2 separate regions of the Ovis aries genome follow, and region 2 is linked to region 1. A link is a contact called in public Hi-C data. All regions are on one chromosome and are shown on one strand. The core of a region is the stretch at or near the end of the contact, and the rest is flanking DNA. Distances in the headings are between cores, read along the strand shown.

What was found. A called contact is a pair of places that touch in the nucleus more often than the background predicts.
Region 2: a contact with region 1 is called in a Hi-C map of liver, with 2.3 times the contacts expected there. The contact joins two enhancer-like sites. A contact is called at or near these places in 4 of 16 Hi-C or Micro-C datasets (hypothalamus, liver, muscle and 1 more).

Annotation. Positions count from the first base shown.
Region 1 is chr11:44,922,227-44,925,845 of ARS-UI_Ramb_v3.0, reverse strand. LOC101120000 (leucine-rich repeat-containing protein 37A3-like) reads left to right here. Exons shown (of 17, transcript XM_042256823.2): 8 at 2,575-2,646; 9 at 3,536-3,616. Among named protein-coding and RNA genes, the nearest start is that of RDM1, 31 kb to the left of the region's middle. Within about 2 kb of position 1,350, at least 2 of the 54 cell types and tissues checked have an H3K27ac peak or open chromatin away from gene starts, as enhancers often do. A contact at or near this core is called in liver, where this site is marked.
Region 2 is chr11:45,014,676-45,018,547 of ARS-UI_Ramb_v3.0, reverse strand. The region is part of intron 4 of GOSR2 (golgi SNAP receptor complex member 2); the gene reads left to right. Among named protein-coding and RNA genes, the nearest start is that of GOSR2, 15 kb to the left of the region's middle. Within about 2 kb of position 1,862, at least 4 of the 54 cell types and tissues checked have an H3K27ac peak or open chromatin away from gene starts, as enhancers often do. A contact at or near this core is called in liver, where this site is marked.

The DNA.
Region 1 (3,619 bases), core at 101-2,600:
ATCTGCAGTGATTTTGGAGCCCCCCAAAATAAAGTCTGACACTGTTTCCACTGTTTCCCCATCTATTTCCCAAGAAGTGATGGGACCAGATGCCATGATCTTTGTTTTCTGAATGTTGAGCTTTAAGCCAACTTTTTCACTCTCCTCTTTCACTTTCATCAAGAGGCTCTTTAGTTCCTCTTCACTTTCTGCCATAAGGGTGGTGTCATCTGCATATCTGAGGTTATTGATATTTCTCCTAGCCATCTGGATTCCAGCTTGTGCTTCTTCCAGCCCAGCGTTCCTCATGATGTACTCTGCGTATAAGTTACATAAGCAGAGTGACAATATACAGCCTTGACGTACTCCTTTTCCTATTTGGAACCAGTCTGTTGTTCCATGTCCAGTTCTAACTGTTGCTTCCTGACCTGCATATAGGCTTCTCAAGAGGCAGGTCAGGGGGTCTGGTATGCGCATCTCTTTCAGAACTCTTCACAGTTTATTGTGGCCCTTCGTTACTTCTATGAAATACTTTATAAGCTGGTTATTTCATGTTAGCATCCATATGCTCATTCTTTTTTAAAAGTGTCAGTCAATAAAAAAGCTAAAAAGGAATATGCTAAGAACTTAGCCTAGTGTTGGAAACACAAAGGTGGTTAAGCTAGGATTCCTCCTAGCAATTCATGATCTCACAGAGAAAATAAACAGAAACTCAAACCATAACGACAAAGTGCTGTAGAGGCACAGAAGAGGGAGCCACACAGGAATAAAGCTACATTTCTTTTAAAACAGTCATTTTCTTCTTATTCACTCCCTACTTGTTGATTTTATAAATATTTGAGTTTGCTTTATGTCCATGTGTTGGCTGCAAGCATGATAGACAATGTGCATAAACGGGATCTAACCCATACATTCAAGGAGTTTTACGCTGAGAGAAAATGGGATGCAAAAATAGCTTTCTTTTTTAAAAAAAGGAAATGAATAAGGGTAATGAGAGCTGTAAGTAGGTGTTGGAGCATAGAAGAGGGCAGAAAGACTTCTAACTGGATCAGGGAAGATGTTGCTAAAGCAATGCCGTTCAAACGGAACCTTGAAGGGCCATTGGTATCATCAGATAGACATCTTGGGAAGAATAAGCTCGCGAAAGAAAATTGGGAGAAAGACAAAACACAGGAAAAACACTTTGATTACCCATAAAGTTCCAGTGGGGAGAGTAGGAGATGAGAGCCAGATTATCAAGGGCATTGGGGACCAAGCCCATAATATCATGCCAAGTGACTGTGTTACCACAGCAGTGCTCTAGGACAGAGAGCCTGCAGCAGAATTAGTCACCTGGAGGGCTTGTTGAAACACAAGCTCCACCTCTGTAGTTAATGATTCAATCCGTCCAGAGTAGGGCTGAGTATTTGTATCTTCAGTAAGTTCACAAATGGTGCTGGTATTTAAGGACTACTTCTGGAAATTGGCTCAGATGGTAAAGAATCTGCCTGCAATGAGGGAGACCTTGGTTCAATCCCTGGGTTGGGAAGAGGCCCTGGAGAAGGGAACGGCTCCCCGCTCCAGTATTCTGGCCTAGAGAATGCCGTGGTCTGAGGAGCCTGACAGGCTACAGCCCATGGGTTCACAAGGAGTCGGACACGACTGAGCAACTTTCACTTTCTGAAGAGTTAAACTGATGATCGTGTAGAGGCTGGCTTAGGAATGGAGAGAGCAGAGATAGAAACACCAGTCAGAAGACAGTTATACCCATCCAGGTGGAATGAGACACAAGCTGATATCAATGGAAACAGGATAGTCAGCTATAGTCAAGAGTGGGTATTTTCAAATAAAAATCAATATGATAGAAAGTATAATCCTGAATTAGGTAAAGTTACATATCAATGAGGGGAGTAACTTCCTTTCAGGTTGTATGAAAATATATCTTTTATTTCTGCTAGTACTGAATTAGCCTAGAAAAACAGAACTAAATTGGGAGGTGTGTAAATATAAGAAAATTACTTTTAATGTTAGAAAATGTAATTGGAGAATAAAAACTTTGAGCTCATAATCTAGAATTTGAAGAGACTACAAAAGGTGGGAATCTAATCAATTCTGCTGTCAGGAAAGATTACCTCCAAAATCTATCAAGATCTATAGTTGTAGCTCAAAGGGTAGAGAATCTGCCTGCGAGGCAGGAGACCAAGGTTTGATCCCTGGGTTGAGAAGTTCCTCTGGAGAAGGGAATGGCAATCCACTCCAGTGTTCTTGCCTGGAGAATTCCATGGACAGAGAAGCCTGGCAGGCTACAGTCCATGGGGTCGCAAAGAGTTGGACATGACTGAGTGACTAACAGTCCATAGTGATAGCTGCCTTCCAGGTGATTATGATATAAACTTTAAAAAAGTTCTATAGTTATATATTTTATTTACAGAGATTTCTTGAGAGAGGTGAAGGCAGGGTTAGGGACTCTGGAAGGTTCAAATAACAATTCCTAAGGTTTGGAGTTTAGACCCAAGCTATGTATTTATTATTATCATTCTAACCTCTACTAGTTATTCCTATTAAATAGATATCTAATAGCTAATTGAGGCAATATTTTCCTTTTACTTTTCCTAGAGATTTATCCTGCAATAAAATACAGTCTATTGAAAGACGTTCATTTGAACCACTTCCTTTTTTGCAGTTTATGTAAGTTACAAATATAACTTCATTATATTTGGAATTTTTAGAAAACTTAATTTTTATCAAATTAATTTGTTACTCATTTTAAAATATCATTAAAATTATATAACAAGTCTTTTTTTGTCTCTGGCAAATATTGAGTGTGAGAATTATTACACAGATCAGAGTGAATCGTTATAGAACAGTGGTTCCCAACCAGGGTGATTTTGCATGAAGTGACATTTGGCAATGTCTGGAGACATTTTTCGGAGAAGGCAATGGCACCCCACTCCAATACTCTTGCCTGGAAAATCCCATGGAAGGAGCCTGGTAGGCTGCAGTCCATGGGGTCGCTAAGAGTCAGACACGACTGAGCGACTTCACTTTCACTTTCCACTTTCACGCATTGGAGAAGGCAATGGCAACCCACTTCAGTGTTCTTGCCTGGAGAATCCCAGGGAAGGGCGAGCCTGGTGGGCTGCCGTCTCTGGGGTCGCACAGAGTCGGACACGACTGAAGCGACTTAGCAGTAGCAGCAGCAGGAGACGTTTTTGGTTGTTAGAACTGTATGTGCTACTGACATCTAGTGGACAGAGGCCAGAGATGCAGCTAAACATTCAACAGTGTGCAGGAAAGCCCCAGGACAAGATAGAATTATCCAGTCTCAAATGTCACTAGTGCTGCTTTTCTAGAGAAATAAAGATCACTCAACATAAGCATTTATTGAGCATTTGCTAAATGCACCACATATATAATCATTAAAGTGTAAATCATATTATCTTCCACATTGACATTTCTTTACTGTATGGAGGGAGTGTTATTTTCATCATATATAAATTAGATTTACTGCCAAAGGATAAGTGTTTTGAAAGAATATATATTTTTCTTCTTCTTTTGCTTGTGTCTTTTTTTGTAGAAATCTTGGTTGCAATTTACTCACAGAACTGAGCTTTGGAACATTTCAGGCCTGGCATGGAATGCAGTTTTTACACAAGTTGTA
Region 2 (3,872 bases), core at 613-3,112, 92 kb before region 1:
GTTACCCAGCATGGGGATTTGTGCCCCTCTGGACGTCTCACTGGCAGGGTCTTAAAGTCATTCCACGTCTCTGGGCTTCTGTTTCTTCATCTAAAACAAGGATAATTCCATAACTACAGCATAAGCTTAGAGTGGGGCCTAAGCGAGCTTAGAATGAAGAGTTTGCAAAGTGGAAAGCATTGATCAGTATTAGTTCTTTCCTCCCTTCAATTTTACAGACTTTTCTTCCCTGCTCAGGTGGATAGTCCCATTGTGAACACTGTTGGGCCTTTAATAGAAACCAGTCTCTGCTCTCTGTAGTCAGTCTGTCTAATCGGAGGGAGGAATAAGCTACAGATAAAATAGCCAAAGGACAAAAGCAAACCTCCCACTGCACCAAGGGAAAACCAGGTAAATGAACAATCAGAAGAAGGCAGGTTAGTAAGGCATTAGAGACAACCTTTAGGAGAAGCCTAGAGAGTGTAGTATTTCCAGGACTTCCCTGGGGGTCCAGTGGTTAAGACTTTGCCTTCCAGTGCAGCAGGAGTGAGTTTGATCCCTCATCGGGAGCTAAGATCCCGCATGCCCCGTGGCCAAAAAAACCAAAGCATGAAACAAGCAATATTATAACAAATTCAATAAAAGACTTTAAAAATGGTCCACATCAAAAAGTAAAATAAAAAATTTTTTCCTGAGTTGGGGGAATGATGCAGAGGAGGCAGGGATGAACAGACTTGTGTGGTGGAACCCATTTGGAGACTGAGAAGTCTGAGAATTGTACTTCCTCTGAGTGAACAGAGGCTGCCCCAGATCTCCGCTTTGCTTTTTAGTCTCCGTCAGGTTCCTTTGATTCTTGAACCGTTTCCTCTGGCAGTTCTTCAGCTTGAGCTTGACCAAGAGGCAGAGTGGTCAGTTGAGGTGGGGACACCAGGAGCTGAGCAGCAGCAACGTTAATCAAGTGCCTGCGTTTCTTTCACAGGACTCTGACACCACCATACCAATGGATGAATCACTGCAGTTTAACTCCTCCCTCCAGAAAATTCACCACGGCATGGATGACCTCATTGGAGGCGGGCACAGTATTCTGGAGGGACTGAGGGCCCAGAGAGTGACCCTGAAGGTGGGGGCCCTTCCGGGGGGACAGGGAGAAGGCCTTGTGTTTTGACTTTAGCCAGCAGTGTGGAACCTGCATTTACCTTTTGGTCACGTAGCCCTGGACTGTGATGCTGTGATGGTGAGACAGAGCCTTTGAGTTTGGGATCCTTTTTGCTGGAAGTGGATTATTATGAGTCCAAAAGTAGCCGAATTCCCTTTGCCAGTAGGTATTTACTGTGTTTACAGTGAACCATAATGTGGCATCTTTCAGTATCCAGGTGTTTTTCCATTTCCTGAACTGAACAGAAAGTGACTGCCGCTGTGAGAGGAAGCAGTAATGGGCCAAGAAATTCTGTGATAGAATTCACTCTCAGAAGAAGGAAGACACGGCTTTACTTGGCGTCTCACTCACTCTTGGGTGTTTGCCGTGCAGCCCCTGTGGTGGGCCGAGACCTCTGTTGTGCAGTAGCTGCAGCCCCCCAGGGGAGGGTCTTAGGGCTGCCCGGGTTGATTGGCGGTGGCTTCTGGAGCACAGGCTAGTGACCCCCAGTGACTCTGCTTCATTCTCTTTAGTAACAGGTATTCCTAGAAACCCTGCCGCATTGGCTGAGACTCAGACCCCTAGGGAGTGGTTTACAGAAACATTACACAGCCTCTGATGTCAGTCATGATGTTTCAGCCTCAGCCCTTTTCCTGTATCAACCCTGGTGGATAATGGGGTGTGAACTGTGCCTGTTATCAGGGTGTGGTCCCTTGTGCACAGAGCCCTCCCAGCCCCTGAGCTATGAGAAGCAGTCACTCGGAAGTGTGAGCTTTATCTTAGTTTTTGTTGGACCATGTCGAGCCTGTCAGCTCTGCAGGACTTTAGCATGTTTCTGAGCATCGCCTACCACCTTTACCTGGGAGGAGGTCAGGCAGGCCTGGAATGACACTTACCTTGCTGATGGCCACAGCGCTTCAGACAGTCTGGAAGCGTGGTCTCTGACAGCTCCACAGGCACCCCCTTGCAGGACAGCCACCTGCAGTCATCTAAGCTGATGTGTGTGTGTGTTTAGTTGCTCAGTTCTGTCTGACTCTTTGTGACCCCATGAACTGTAGCCCACCAGTTTCCTCTGTCCACATTTTTTTTTCAGGCAAGAATACCGGAGTGGGTTGTCATTTCCTCATTTCCTCCTCCAGGGGATCTTCCCGACCCAGGGATCGAACCCGCATCTCCTCTGTCTCCTGTATTGCAGGCGGATTCTTTACCCACTGCGCCATCAGGGAACCCCAGTCTAAGCTAATACATGAGGGTTAATCCTCCCTTTCTTCAGAAAGCTGCTGGCTTCCTCCCCATATCTCAGAAAAACAAACTTTTTTAGGATGAGACTCATAGCCTCAACACTCAGCGTCGAACTGGTTGGGCTCAGGGCTTATTGTTAAAGCAGATGTCAGCTTCCTACCGAAGTCTGGTGTCACCAAAGAGCCCAAACAACTGCCCTAACACTGTCCCCAGAGATGAAGCGCTGGGAAGCCTGGCGGGTGGGCAGTCAGGGGTTGGAGTGTGAGGTTTCTGATCTGTTTCCTCTGCGGATCTGCCGTACCGCTTCCTTCTGCCTGCCCCACTGCTGTCAGGCAAGCTTCTGCCTAAACCATTTGAAAAGAACAGAGGAAGCATGAAGGAGCCAGACCTTGACTTGGGGAAATTGGTGGTAGAAAATGAGTAGTGTTTTTGAGATGTATGTTAACTTTCCAGTGATTTTTGAAGTTGATATTTGAATTTCATAGAGTGATGGAATAATCTCTTCTTTCTTAGCTAAGCAGAGTCTTGAGTGAGAGTCTAATGCTGATCATCACTGTTGTGGCGAAAACGTGTCTCTGACCTCCTCTGGCAGAGGTGAAGTTTGACCTGAGAGCCTCTTCTCTCAGTTGCCTGATACTGTGTTCACTTAAGTAGACACGGGACCTTAGGTTAGATGCCTCCATACACATACAATGGGTGACGTGTAAGTTGAGGTCCACCCAGCATTCATCTATTATTTCATATAAAATTGAATATGCTTAAAAATGAAAATTAGAAAGCAGAGAGAAAGGGCAGCCTGGGTGGTATGGACTGTTGGTTTAGGAATAAAATACCCTTTTGTTTTGGGTGGTGGGCGGTGACATGTATATGTGGGGTTTCAGGTCGTGGTACTGGGGTCTGGTAGCTGTGTTTCTCTGGCTCCGCCTTGCCTGCTTCAGACGCTCTCCTGAACGTGGACATAGGCTCTGCTCAGCAGAGTTCCTGAGTGTCCACAGCGCACACAGACTGATAGCAAGCATCTTAGAGCCAGAGGGCAGAGGAAAAGTTTCTTTGATGTTGCCTTTCATTTTTCAATATGAAAAGTGAAAGTGTTGGTTGCTCAGTCGTGTCCGACTCTTTGCAACCCCGTAGACTGTGGTTCACCAGGCTTCTTTGTCCATGGACAAGAATACTAGAGTGGGTTGCCATTTCCTTTTCCAGAGCATCTTCCCGGCCCCAGGATCAAATCCTGGTCTCCCATATTGCAGGCCAATTCTTACCATCTGAGCCACCAGGGAAGCCCATTTTTTCTTTTTAAATATAAAATATTCTAATTTAGAACTTCTTTGTGGAGGTATGGTGTGCATACAGTGAGGTGTACAGATCTTAACTTGTACAGGTCGTGGAGTTTTGACAGATGCCTATATACACCTTTGTAACTCTCCCTGCTATCGAGACATAGACCATTTTTATCACCCCTGAAAAAGCTCTTGTGCCCTTTCCAGGTTAGTTTGCTCCTGCCCCCAACCCCACGCCA